Linked DNA regions of Mus musculus: regions 2 and 3 are each linked to region 1. A link is a contact called in public Hi-C and HiChIP or PLAC-seq data. All regions are on one chromosome and are shown on one strand. Each heading gives the region's core, a stretch centred on a gene start, on an enhancer-like site or on the middle of the called end of the contact. The rest is flanking DNA. Distances are from core to core; before and after follow the strand shown.

Region 1 (4,670 bases), core at 615-3,114:
GAGAAAAGTTTTTCACAGGGCCTTAGGAGTCTCAATTTAAAAGGACTCTTCCATTTGTAGACTTCAAACTAGATTTCTGATGACTACATACTCCAAACTAACCTGCACTTTCCTTCAGCTTTACCCACCACTATTTATTATGTCTCTCCTGAGTTAAACTTAGGATACTGCAAGGATCACATCTGTGTGGTTTAGCAACATCAGTACTTAAATATGACACCCTGATAAATACTGAGTTGACAGACCATGTAACTTCTACTGTTGCTGGATCTTGGACCCCTACTGTCTCTCCCAGATGATGAACAGTGCTGACCACAGATGTTGTAAAAAGTTGGAGGAAAAAGGATGGTTGATCCCAGAGCATGCCCCAAAAGTCATTCCCCCCTAGGCTGTTTTGCTGGACCTAGTATTACTGGGAAGCCTGCAATCAAACCTCGTATGGGGTTGCTGTCAAAAAGACAACTAATTCCTGCTCACTTCACTGCAAACCTGATTTGAGCATTTTCGGAAGCCCAGCACAAAACATTTTTCCTGACCCATTAAATGTTCAACTACATATATTCAATAGTTCTCAAACCACCTCTCACTTTTTCCTATCTCCATGAAAAACTCCAAAAAGCCTCACACAGACACAATTCCCGAAGCTGTAGCTGAGAATTCACCCAAGCACGCCTTAACTATCTCCTCCCCAAAAAAGATGCTAGAAACAAAATGAGGGGAAAAATTAAACTAGTCACAGGTTAGTTGACACTCCCATGACCCTTGAACCACACATATGAAGGACTGCAGGCAACCAAACCGCCAATGTCTATGACACACAACTCACTCCAAGACGGTCAGACAGAAGCCTCCACGAACTCCTTTCTCCACAGCCCTTTAGTCTCAAATCCTCTAATCCTCGCCTCACACCCTGACATTTCTAGGAAGCCGACTTTGAGAACATCTGGAAAGTCCACCATCTACCGACAGAAGGCGTTGTAGACGCAGGCGAGAGAGAAAAAACTCCTAAGGCTCTGAGCAAAGTTGCCTCCAGCAGTCCCTACCTCCCTCCAGACCAGAGGTCCCAGCACAGGCTTTAGAGATGGCGGGAGCGGCTGAGACACACCCAGTTCCCGGCAGTGCAACTCCGGCGCGGATACTAGATGCCCGACAGCCTGGGACAGGAGCCACGTGGACATCCCTTCCCCGCCCCCACGTGGACCCGCGCCCCGAGCTCCCCCCGCCCCCGCCGGCGAGCCCTACCCACGTGGGCGCCCGCGCCGCCTAGGGGGAGGGGGAGGCAGACAAGTTCTCCCGGGAAATCGTCCCCCCCACACCCCACGTGCTCCGAAAAAGGAACTACGGCGCCAAGCTGGTGAAGCTCCTCCGGCATCCTTAGGAAGAAGTCTTAGCCTTCAACTCCAATCCCGAGTCCCTGACGCCCCATCTAGGGCCACCTTTCTGACGCCCGACACTGTCCCTCTGGCGTGCCCAGGAATCGCCGCAGGGTCCCTGGCTCTGCTGCCATACCCTCCGCAGACAACTTCGGTCTTTTCAGCCCTACCCAACTCCCGCAGCATCGGCACGCAAGTGCTTCCTCCCTTTCCTGTGGCGTCCACGTGTCACCGCCCGGCACACGCCGCTTTGCTGCCAGCCGCGGGCCGCCGGCCACCCTCTCACCTGCTCCGCGGCGCTCACGGAGCCCCCGGTCCCATACGGCGCTTGGCTTCGACTCGCCCAACTGCCGCCACGCACTCCACCGCCAGGGTCAGGACCCGGGCCCCCAGTCGGAGGCGGCGCGACTCGGTCTCTCCGTCCCCGGCGCGCCGCCATCTTGGCCCCTGAACACCCAGCGCTGCTCTGATCGCCGGCGCCGCCTCGCCCAGCCGATTGTGGGAAAGGAACTACATCTCCCGAAGGACACTGCAAGACTACGAATCCCAGAAGACCATGCAGCGAACCACTTTGCAACCTGGAAAAAGATAAAGGCCCTGACCTCCCTCGAGGATTTCTGGGAATTGTAGTCTATGAAGGAAGATTAGCGGGTAGTGCTGTATGCGTATTGTAGGGCTCACTTTTGACCAAGCTGCTGAGTACGCAGTAGTAAGGAAAATATCACTTTATTTTTTGTTAAATTGCCCAGATGTTAGACCTCTTTGTTTGATGTTCTTCCTCCTGTACTTTCCTTCCACCTTACTTCAAGTCGACCGCTGTTTTCAAGCAGCACCCCCAAGTGGATACTCCCAGTCTAGACACTAACCCTCAGCTAATCTCATACTGCAGCACTAGTGCAAATGTTTCTATAAAAATACCGCATCTTCCATTCTTTCGCTACAGTTACTCAGAAAACTAGGTTGGTTTCTCTCTATCAAACTTCTTTACTCCAGAATTCCTTGCCATCCTTCAAGTGTTCTTCACCGAACAGTGGCGGCGCACTCCTTTAATCCCAGCACTTGGGAGGCAGAGGCGGCAGATCTCTGAGTTCCAGGACAGCCTGGTCTGCAGAGAGAGTTCCAGGACAGCCAGAGCTACACAGAGAAACCCTGTCTTGAAAAACAAACCAAGCCAAACAACCAAACAAAAAGTGTTCTCCTTCCCTTTGTTTCTCTGCATGGAACTTCTAACCTCAAAATAGCCTTCAAGTCATATTTAATGTAGGAAAGCTTTTCTGATTATCCCAGCCAACCACGATCCTTTTCTGTATTTTTACACTTCATTCCTATTTCTAATGTTCATTCATTCGTCATATTTTCAGTTTTTTAAAGCAACACTTATTATTACGAAACCTTAGATTATTGGAGGGGGTTAGAGAGAATGCTCAGTAATTGCGATTACTTGTTCTCTCAGAGTATCTAGCATCCCTTGTCAGGTAGCTCACGAACACCAATAACTCCAGCTCCAGGTGATCTTTAGATCAGATTTTCTTTGGGGGTGGGGGGAGGGTTATTTACGTATGCATGGCATACACATATATTTGATACATTTGATTGCCAATGAGATAGCTCAGCAGCTAAAGGAACTTTGCCACCAAGCCTGAATTACATTCCCAAAGTCCATTAGAAGATGTGGTGCGGGGCTGGAGAGATGGCTCAGCAGTTAAGAACACTGACTGCTCTTCCAAAGGTCCTGAGTTCAAATCCCAGGAAACACATGGTGGCTCACAACCATCTATAATATCTGATGCCCTCTTCCGAGGTGTCTGAAGACAGCTACAGTGTACTTACATATAACAAATAAATAATAAATCTTATAAAAAAAAAAAAAGATGTGGTGCAAGGGTTGAAAACTGACTCTCTAAAGATGCCTTTGGGCATCCACACGTGTGCACCCACCCTTGCAAACCCATAAACACAAAGTCAATAAACCTATAGGTCAAAAAAAATTTTTTTAAGATTTATTTATTTTATGTATGTGAATATACTGCCACTGTCTTCAGACACACCAGAAGAGGGCATTGGATCCCATTACAGATGGTTGTGAGCCACTATGTGGTTGCTGGGAGTTGAACTCAAAACCTCTGGAAGAGCAGTCAGAGCTCTTAACTGCTGAGCCATATCTCCAGCCCTGGAAAAAAAAAAAAAAAGAACCCAAATTATTTGAAATAGTCCAAAACTGGGGGCTGGAGAGATGGCTCAGCAGTTGAGAACACTAGCTGCACCCAACCATCCCTAGCTCCAGTTTCAGGGCATCTGCCACCCTCTTCAGTCCTTCACAAGCACTTCATAAAGGTAAAACATTTATACCTACAAAAAAAATAGTAAGGTAGAACTACTAAAAGAGATTCAACATCTACTTCTGGCCTCCAAACAAATAAAAAGCACACACATATCAAAATACATAGCAAGCTAGGTCTGGTGGCACATGACTGGAACACTGCATGGGGGTGGAGGTGGCAAGAGGATTGTGAGTATATTCAAGACCATGAGCCCATCAGATAGCTTAACCCATAGAAGAACCCAAGGGCCTGAATTCTTTCTCTGCAACCTACAAGGTAAAAAGAAAGAAAAGAACTGACTTCTTCAAATTGACTGTTCTCTCTCTCTCTCTCTCTCTGTCTCTCTGTCTGTCTCTCTCTGTCTCTCTCTCTCACACTCACAGACACACACTCACAAACAAATCATGCACACAAAAGCAATAAATAACGTGAAAGAAAGAAAAAAAATGTAAGAGTTCAAGACCAGCCGGGCAGTGGTGGCTCACACCTTTAATCCCAGCCCTCCGGAGGCAGAGGCAGGCAGATTTCTGAGTTTGAGGCCAGCCTGGTCTACAAAGTGAGTTCCAGGACAGCCAGGGCTACACAGAGAAGCCCTGTCTTGAAAAACAAAAACAAACAAACAAACAAACAAACAAAAAGAGTTCAAGAAAAGTCTCCACCATATAGAAAATCTAAAATTAACCAAGCCTATGTGAACCCTGTCTCAACAATAAAAAGAATAGCAACACATACTAGCCACTGTATTGGGGGGAAGGGAGGTTCTTTGAGATAGTGTCTCTGCTAAGCCTCGCCTTAGACGTGTAACAGTCCTGACTCAGCCTACTGAATGCTGGAATTACAGAGAACGAGCCAGACAGGTCGACTCCAGATTAATTTAAAAGATGGCATCATTCATTCTGTATGTAATGATGTCACAGTTTGCTTTTTTTTTATTACATATTTTCCTCAATTACATTTCCAATGCTATACCAAAAGT
Region 2 (4,670 bases), core at 1,095-3,594, 750 kb after region 1:
GCTGTGGTCATGCTGGTCACTGGCTGGCACAGGATTCTGGTCTGCTGAGGTTTCAACTCTACTAAGCCAAGGTCAGACCCCCAGTCCTGGCCACTCTGCCCAGTTCAGAGTTCAAAGTTCCTCCTTGGCTCTCTAAAACTTGATCATTCTTATGTCCCTCTTGGCCTCCAAGCAAGGCCACCTGTCCCAACCCCACTCCAGCCTTGAACCGGAGATGATCTCTGCCCCAAGGTCTAACTTCCAAGCCTTTTAGCTCCTAAACTATGTCAACAGCTGAAATGCCCTTGTCCTCTTCTCTCCTAACCTTCCTCCTCCACCTGTCTTTGATCTTCCCAAGGCCAATTTCCTATCAGACTGAGGGACCAGAGTCCCATGCCCGGGGGAGGGTGTGATTTCTAGGCTGAGGCATTTAGATCCTCCAAATCATCACTGCCCAATGCTGGCTGACACAGGACTGTCTTCCTCGTCATCTCCAGGGCCAGACCCAGTCCCTGTACCCAAGAAAGTGAGTCTGCCAAGTGTTTGGATAGGAGTGGAGAAGAAGAGACACCAGGGAAGATTGGGTATGTTCTACCTAAAAGTAGTCATCGTAGTGATGACCCAGGGAACACAGAGAAACTAAACCAGCCAGACTGGCTCTATGCAGGCTGATGTCACATTCGGCCCACAGTGATGAGAGCTGAGAGGTATAAAGAGCGGCAGGAGCTGCAGACAAAAGTGTGTTTTGCGTGGTGGCGCATGCCTTTAATCCCAGCACTGGGCAGAGGCAGGCGGATTTCTGAGTTCGAGGCCAGCCTAGTCTACAAAGTGAGTTCCAGGACAGCCAGAGCTATACAGAGAGACCCTGTCTCCAAAAAAAAAAAAAAAAAAAAAAAAAAAAAAAAAAAAAAGTGTTTTGGCTTGGTTTGCTTATTTATGTAAGAAATCACTGCTCAAGAATGAATGGAAGGGGTTGGGGATATGGCTTAGTGGTTAAGAGCACTGACTGCTCTTCCAAAGGTCCTGAGTTCAAATCCCAGCAACCACATGGTGGCTCACAACCATCTGTAATGAGATCTGACACCCTCTTCTGGAGTGCCTGAAGATTGCTACAATGTACTTGCACATAATAAATAAATAAATCTTTAAAAAAAAAAAAAAAAGAATGAACAGAAGGGGCAGGAGACTAAGTTGAAAACAGGCTAGCTTTCCCAAGGTATCTTTGCACCAGAGAAATGGGCTGCAAGTGTGAAAACTTCAGACCACGCGAGTGGCGAGTGCCTCCATATGGACTCCACAGTGGATAGAGGACCTGAAGGAACCTTGTGCTTATAGCTGGATGGGGCAGTTCCCATGGTCCTCTGCTGCCTCCCCCTGGAGAGGGCAGGAAGGGAGTTCTGCCCTCCTTCCAGCCGGATGCAGCTTGCTTTCTCTTCCTCATACCTGCCCCACCCAGCTCCTGGAGTTCAGACACTGGATTAAGGATCGCCAGAGAAGCAGACATGATTGAGATGAGAGGGCAGAAGGAAAGAAAGGGAAGGAGAGAGGCATTGATTTATTGCTGTGAAGGATTGGCTCACAGATCATGGAAGCTGAGAAGTACCAAGATCTGTCGCTAGGAGCTGTCACAGTAGAGCATAGTCTTAGTCCTGAGAACGACAGGTGGGAGTCCTGGTGGGAGGCTGAACCAGCAATGCCACCTCCTAGGGCAGGAGGACAAGCAGAGCTTGGTCTTCTGCTCTTTGTTCAGTGGATTGGATGCTGCCCCTCACCTGAGTGATGGCAGATCTTCCTTCTAGAAGCCGAATGACCAAAAGTGAACATTCTCCTGGGAACACCCTCACAGACATATCCAGAAATAACATTTTATTTATTTTTTTTTTTGTCACATCACACACACAGACGAGACAGACAGAGAACTTAGATATACCCAGCCTTAATGCTCATATGACAGATCCTGGAGTAGGGACTAGTGGAGGGTGGGGGTTGGAAGGTGGAGTGCACCGTGGGAGGTTGGTATGGATTGGGCAGGGAGAACTCAGTCTAGACACTCGTTCAAAGTCTTAAAAACACTTGAGGAGCAAGAGAGTGGGCAAGCATAAAGAGGGAGACTTATTAAGTAGAGAGTCTGAACAGGGGGCCTCCTAGGGGGGAAAGACAGGGCAAGGAGCTCCTCTCAGAATCCTATAGTCAGGCCTTAACCATCTCTGATCTGAGTGAGGGGTGGGCTGGCTCAGGCCTCCAAGGGCACCCTGAGAAGGAGGCCATGAGAATGGTTCATCTTTCTTCCTGTTGGTCAGTGGATAGGGCAGGCAGAGCCTGGGCTGCAGGTCTTCACTTCCACTTCCTCTTCTGAAGTCTAGAGTCGCTCAGACTCAGTCATTGTCTGATGAAACCACGCTACCACACAGAAGTTCGCTACACGCTCCCAAGTGTGTGAAGGAGATCAGACTAAAACATCTGTACCTCACCCCACATCCAGGACTCAGGGGAAGAAGGGTCAAACCAGTGATGTGGCTTCCTGCCCCTGGCTTGGTGTTCTGAGTCTGGTCTTAGAACCTCTTGTCCTTTGGTAGCATTTAAGGTCAGAGTAGGTGGGAGGGTAGATGCGTTGACCGTGGGAGGCCTGCCTCTGTCCCTATCTTTGCCCTGCCAGTTCTCAGTGCCCTTTGGAAGTTTATAGTCATATAAATCGCAGAGTCCCATACCAGGCTTAGAGCCTGTGACTATAAATAGACATGAAGTAAACAAGGTGGCAGATGCAGGGGCTTGGGACAAGACAGAAAATCTGCCCCTCTTCGCTTGGTCAGGGGCCAAGGCACATCCGTGGAAAGGGATAGCTTCTCTCTTCACCTCTCTTCCCCTGACTGCTGGCTTCTGGCTGCCCATGACTCTGGGCTTCTAGTCCTTTCTCTCTGGGGAATATCATCCAAGGCGATTTTCCGCTCCAAGTCTCCCTACTGGCTTGTTCGGTTTCATCTTGGCAAGTCAAGAGGACGGTGGGGTGTCTCCATTACTCTCACTACCCCCGCCCCAACACTCACATGCTGGCTCCTTCCACCTGCTTCATACTCTGTACCCAGTTCCTCTAACAAGTCTAAAAAGGTGTTGCCCCTGCTAACCACAGCTCTACCACCAGGGGTGCCCGGATTCCTCCTCTGCTCTAACAGCGGAAGGGATGTTAATGCTCTCAGGCAGGCAACTTACTAAGAAAACTGGAGAAAGGAAACACAGAATCTCACTTCCTAGCCAATATTCCTTGCCCAAGTACAGATCATAATAGCACACAGATTTCCTGCCATTGAGATTGACTGACAGCTGCCTTGTTAATTGGAGTTTCTTCCCATCACTCCTGGGCTTTGGCGCTGGATCCCAGGGCAGAGACAATTTAGGTGGCACTGCTTGGTGATTCTAGCCTGCCTTTCTTCAGTCCCACAGCTGGGCTGATTTACTGCTCTGCACTTGTCCTGGTCACAGCAGTTCCTCGACTCCAAGTGTCCCTTGAGAGATTTCAGGCTTCACTCACTTTCAGTACAATTAACTGTCTTTGTCCATCTCAGAAGTCTGAATATTCAGCCCTGAAATAGCTTTACTCCTTCCCAAGTCCAGCTCTCCAAACACTATAGAAATTAGAACAGGCCAGACAGTGGTGGCACACTCCCTTAGTTCCAGAACTTGAGAGGCAGAGGCAGGTGGATCAAGGACAAACCTGGTCTACAGAGCATGTTCCAGGACAACCAGGACTACGAAGAAATTAGAACTGGAATGTAGTATTTTCCTTTTCCAGGTAAAGAACCTAAAAGCAGAGAGGCTCAGTGCCAATCACAGTGAAACAGCTAACAGCATCCTTGATGACAAGGCTCATGCCCAGGCTGGGAGTATTTCTCTGTAAAGCTGGGATCTTTATCCAGACCTTCAACCTCCCAGCTCCTGGCAACTTTCTTTCATCCCGAGAAACAGCATAGCTGCTTTCATGGGTCCCTTATCCTCTGAACCCAGTCTCCCGCCGTCCGTCCACTTAAGCAGGGAAAGGGAAGAGAGGGGTTCTGAGCTTCTGTGAATGTGAATGTATGTTTCTCTGCTTCCAGCTCTTTCCAAAGCCCATTCCCTGAATCATCTGATAGCTTGTTGGGCAGATGATCCTGAATCACATCCTGGAAGTCTATCTTCATAAGGCCTGGAGAAATGGGAGTTATCTCTCCCCTGTGGGACTCCGCTCTTTCTCCTCCAAAATGTCAAGTTCCTAATTTGTTTATTTTTGAGTCAGGATTTTATGTAGTCCAGGCTGGCCCCGAAAGCACTGTGCACCCAAAGATATCCTTGAACTTCTGATCTCCGACCTTCACCTGAGATGAGCAAGTGTGCATTTGTGTTAGTATCCAACCTAGGTCTTCATGTGTGCTAGCCAAGCCCTCTATTAACTAAGTTACAGCCCCAACCCCGAGTTTCCTAATTTGATTGGCACAGAAAAACCAAAACTGCTTTAAAAGTGATAGCACCTGTGTCCTAGATGTGCACACACTCACTGTACATATGCACTGTGCTCTCAGCCCCAGTCTGTTTGAGAGGTCTTAGTCTGCTCCTGCTGCTATAACAAAATGTAAGTCACTAAAAATTATTCCCCACACTGTTCAAGGCTAGCAGAAGACTCAGGGTCTGGTCAAGGCTCCCTCTCTGCTTCATAGATGGTA
Region 3 (4,670 bases), core at 1,041-3,540, 630 kb before region 1:
ATCGTGGGTCGAGCCTGTCTCAGAAATCAGGTTAACTTCAGTTTGGTTTAATCCATGCTGTTTAATGGGCTCACACTCAAACTCTCCGATAGGAGAAGATGCCTGTGTGAGAGACACATAGAACGATGAGGAACGGGAAGGAATGGGCTACTTCAGGGGCAACCAATGGTGGCAGTGATTTTTTTGGTAGCGTGTCCAACTAGTACCATGCAAAGGTAAATTCATTATGATGTTCAATATATACTAGATTTAAATATAATACCATCTCTTGCCAGGCGTGGTGGCGCACACCTTTAATCCCAGCACTCGGGAGGCAGAGGCAGGCAGATTTCTGAGTTTGAGGCCAGCCTGGTCTACAGAGTGAGTTTCAGGACAGCCAGGCTGGCTAAGCTAGAACTCACTCTGTAGACCAAACTCACAGAGCTCTGCCTGCTTCTTCCTCCCAATTGCGGGGATTAAGGACATGTGCTACTATACTTGGCTTTAAAAAAAAAAAGTTTAATTGCATTTATTTACTTAATCTGTGGAGGAGAGAAAAGGATGTGTGTACCATGGCTTCCACACTTGTGGAAGCTTGATGATAACTTTTCAAAGTTTGGTTTTTTTTTTCTTTCCACCATATGGGTCCCAGTTTCGGACAGAAACTTGGATGGTCCAGCTTGGTAGCACACACTTTGTCTTGCTGAGCTATTTTGCTGGCCCCAAACCCACCTTTAAAAAGTTTAAGCCTATTTATAGCATTTCTTCCCCCAATTTGTTTATCTAGAAGAATGTGTGTGCACATTTGTATGATGTATGCAACATTTTACATACACATACACTTTCTACAAAAGAAACAGAATCTAGAAATAGCAAAAAAAAAAAAAAAAAAAAAAAGAAAGGAAAGTCAACTTGACTGCCAACAAAAAACGACCCAGGAACTCTGTGCAACCATGATAAAGTGTCAAATGGTGAAACCATGATTTGCATAATTTATATCTGCAAAAAAAAAAGCAATATAACAATTCTTTAATTTCTTCAAACTTTCCCCTGACACAGATTCCTAAAAGCAACGTGTCAGATGGGACCACATGCAAAACATGTCACCAGAGATCATCAGGTCAGCAATGTCAACAGCTGTTATACAGTAAGGGCGAGCACTTCTTGTAATGGGATTTTTATTTTGTTTTGCAGCCACTGTCAGTGAAAGCCAGCTCTTGCTACACTGCAGGTTTAAAGTAATATAAGTCAGATGTTGTGAACATCCATGCACAGATCCAAAGGCCTGAGAACATAGTGTGTCATTATTGCAACTACATAGGAAAGCAGGTGCCGTTCCTATGAAAACTAAGTTGGAAACGGTAACCACTTGCCGAAGGGTTACTAAGGTAGGGGTTACTAAGGAAGGTGAAATTGGAAGTTTTCTAAGCAGTCCCTTCTGTATCCCAGGTCTCTTGAGAGCTCAGACTAAGGTGTGCCCATTAGGCACCGCCATACGTTTAATTTTCCATTAGTAAATACATACCAAAGACGAGGTCATTGCATCTCATATGCCCGTTTACCTGTCCATGAGCGTGTGAGTTGTCTCATGAGGAAAAGTGTATGAACATGTACGTGTCTTTGTGTGGGCACACGGTTTCTCTAGGGCAGATAACGACCTCAACAAGCAGCGTGTACGTGTCATCAAATCATTCCATTCATAGAATCGGATGGAGGATGGAGAAAGGGGGAGGAGATGGTAGGGCAAAAGAAAAAGCTTGTCTAGGAAACAGTGAAGAGCTTGGCCAGAAATATAAAGAATAAACCCACAAAGAGAGAGGTGTAAGAAATCTTGGAAGTTGAGGCCATCGCCAAGCCGAGATTCGAAAAGCGACTGATGTTCACTACAGACGCCCATGAACACAAACAGGCACTGTGTAGGAGCCGCAGCTCATCTGCCCGCCTGTGCTTCTCCCCTTCCCACCCATCATCTCTTCCAACTACAAGCATTCAACCTAAACTGAAGAAACTCACCCAGAATGCAACACGCGCCTGGGCCAAAAGCCTACACTCCCCAGGATGCAATGCGCCGCCTCTCCCGGAGCCAGCGCTGGGAGGAGGACTGGGCCCGGGGAGCCCACGCCCCGCTCACCTCGGAGCTCCGCGAGCCTTTCAGCACCTGCTTGGTGAGCGCGATTACATCGGTGCCACAGGTGTTCACCTTCTCCGTGAGAAGCCCCTTCACGGACTGACCAAATCGGGCTTGCGAATCCGGCGTCCCAGTCGCCATCACCTCAACTAGCGATCACCCGCAGCCGGACGACGGCGAGTCCCTGGGGCCAAAAGAGACGCAACCGTCCAATCGTGCGAAGAGGAAGGACCGCATGCGCTTAGCTCAAACTGCTTACTAAAATTACTTAAAATGTTCAGTTGATGGACATGGAAGGAGGATACCGTTTAGGCAGGCTACCCTGGAGGGGATAGAATATAATTTAGGTGAATCTCTAGTTTAGAGTCAGAAGATCTGGATAGCATCCCAAGGAGTGATGTGGCTACAAATTACTCAACCCCTGTGTCTTCTGTTATCTGTTTTAGGGCCAGCACTGCGTTACCTAGGCACATTAATACAACTCTGTCAGAAGTTCAGGGTCTTTCTTGGCTGTATAGCAAGTGGAGGCCGACCTGTGATACATGAGACCACATCTATAAAATAAAATATCTATAAAATAAAATAGAGACCCTGTTCAATTCTAACATATTTTATTGAAATTAGCAAAGGGCACAGGCCAAAGAAAATGAAATTCAAATGACTAAGGTAAAGAAATGTCAACATCATTAAATTCTGTGTGTGTGTGCGTATGTGTTTTCAAGACAGGGTTTCTCTGTGTAGTCCTGACTGTAGACTAGGCTGGCCTCAAACTCACGGAGATCCATCTATGTGTGCCACCACCACCTGGCTTTTTTTTTTTTTTTTAATCATTAGTAGTTTGTATTTATGAATAGCCTTTTAATTAAAACTCTGCTTATAATTACTTTGGAAGCAAGTCCTACTATGATGTTAGGTCCCTGGAGTATACCCTTTGAAGGGATATTGTGATCCTGGTCCCTTTTTGTCTCTCTTTCCATCCCGACCTTGGAGTGAACAACCCTCCACCACATGGTGCACTGTGGTGCCATAATCCCAAAGCAATGGAGTCAAATGATGTACACTGGGACCTCTGAAAGAAGTGGATAGCAATAGGAACTTGAAAATCCTAAATTGAGAGTCTGTAGAGGTTGGTTAAAAAAAAAAAGTTCATCCAAGAAAATTCTTGGGCTGGAGGATGGCTCACTGACTGCACTTCCAGAGGTCCTGAGTTCAATTCCCAGCAACCACATGGTGGCTCACAACCATCTGTAATGGGATCTGATGTCCTCTTCTGGTGCATCTGAAGGCAGCTACCGTGTACTCACCTAAATAAAATAAATAAATCTTTAAAAAAGAGGAAAAAGAAAAAAAATTCAAACAAAATTTTACTGTAGGTCAGCTCTGCTTTCTGTACATTTGTTTACTTATAGTTTATTTCTTATTTTTATTTTATTTATAAGTATGTGCCTGCCTATCTGTTTGTGTACCATGTGGACGCGTGTGCCTTTGAAGGCCAGAAGAGGGTGTTTGATCTGTGCAATCAAAGTTACAGACCTATGTGAGCTCTCCAGTGTGGGTGCAAGAAAGTGAACCCAGGACCTCTAGAAGAGCTGTCAGTGCTCTTAACCACTGAGTCATGTCTCCATCTTCAATTTTTTACTTTTATTTATTTATGTTCAAAACAGAGTCTCTCTATGTAGCCCTGGCTATCCTGGAACTCACTCTCTAGACCAGGCTGGCCTTGAACTCATAGAGATCCTCTTGCCTCTGCCTCTTAAGTGTTAGGATTAAAGGCATTTGCCACCACCACCTGGCAATTTATTTTTACTTGTGTGCATTTTTATGTGTGTGTTGGGGGAGGGGGAGTGGTTTGTGCACATGCCTGCAGGTGCCCTCAGAGGTCCCAAGGCAGCATCAGATACCCTGGAGCTCAGGTGGTTGCAAGCTATTCATAAAGGGTTGGGTGCTGGGAATCAAACTCTGGGCTTCTGCAACAGCAATGTTTGCTCTTATCCATTGAGCCATCTTTCCAGCTACTGTTTATTCTTTTTAAAAAACTTGACACATGATTTACCTCGTTATGCACAGTCCTTTATCTAGTATTACTAACTTGCTGGCTTTAATGTCATAGCTTAACACTAACTTCATATTTTAATTCTCCCAGGCTATTGTTAGTACCGCTGAATAAGATGTCTCTTCGTTAGTTTTTAAGACAAGTATGTAGCTCAGGCTAGCCTCCAGCTTACAGAGATCTACCTGCCCTTTCCTCCTGAGTGGTGTGTGTTTAAAATCATGCATCATGACAACAGAGTTATTTCAGATAAAAATGTTAAAATCCCAATAAGCCATGTTTAAAGCCTAAATTTATTACAGCTGTGGACTTTCTCCTTTCCCAGCTATAAACCTGCAGTTTTCTAGGACTCTAACAAATAAGATCATTAAAATGTGTCTTAACTTCCGGGTACCACAGTTGTGTCCCGTGGTCTTACGATAGCCACTGTAATCATAGGTAAATGCTCTCATTTACTGGAAGAAAGAAAGGTTCCTTGGCAACTGTGATGGTTAGCATTGTCAATTGGACAGG

What was found. A called contact is a pair of places that touch in the nucleus more often than the background predicts. HiChIP or PLAC-seq counts read pairs in DNA pulled down with a chosen protein or histone mark.
Region 2: an H3K27ac HiChIP or PLAC-seq map of microglia shows a contact between it and region 1, with 8 times the contacts expected there. The contact joins the enhancer-like site here to the promoter of Pprc1 in region 1. A contact is called at or near these places in 6 of 115 datasets of contacts at active chromatin or transcription factors (embryonic hindbrain, embryonic stem cells, microglia and 2 more) and 1 of 9 other capture datasets (embryonic stem cells).
Region 3: a contact with region 1 is called in a Hi-C map of B cells, with 12 read pairs. The contact joins the promoter of Borcs7 here to the promoter of Pprc1 in region 1. A contact is called at or near these places in 1 of 39 promoter capture datasets (pre-B cells), 1 of 484 Hi-C or Micro-C datasets (B cells) and 1 of 115 datasets of contacts at active chromatin or transcription factors (pancreatic cancer cells).

The regions. Positions count from the first base shown.
Region 1 is chr19:46,053,733-46,058,402 of GRCm38.p6, reverse strand. Pprc1 (peroxisome proliferative activated receptor, gamma, coactivator-related 1) reads right to left here and starts at 1,864. Exons shown (of 14, transcript NM_001081214.1): 1 at 1,660-1,864. The coding sequence starts at 1,812.
Region 2 is chr19:45,305,810-45,310,479 of GRCm38.p6, reverse strand. No RefSeq gene overlaps it. Among named protein-coding and RNA genes, the nearest start is that of Gm29595, 4.8 kb to the right of the region's middle. Within about 2 kb of position 2,344, at least 59 of the 459 cell types and tissues checked have an H3K27ac peak or open chromatin away from gene starts, as enhancers often do. A contact at or near this core is called in microglia, where this site is marked.
Region 3 is chr19:46,687,526-46,692,195 of GRCm38.p6, reverse strand. It overlaps Borcs7 (BLOC-1 related complex subunit 7), which reads right to left and starts at 2,290. Exons shown (of 5, transcript NM_025563.3): 1 at 2,111-2,290. The coding sequence starts at 2,248.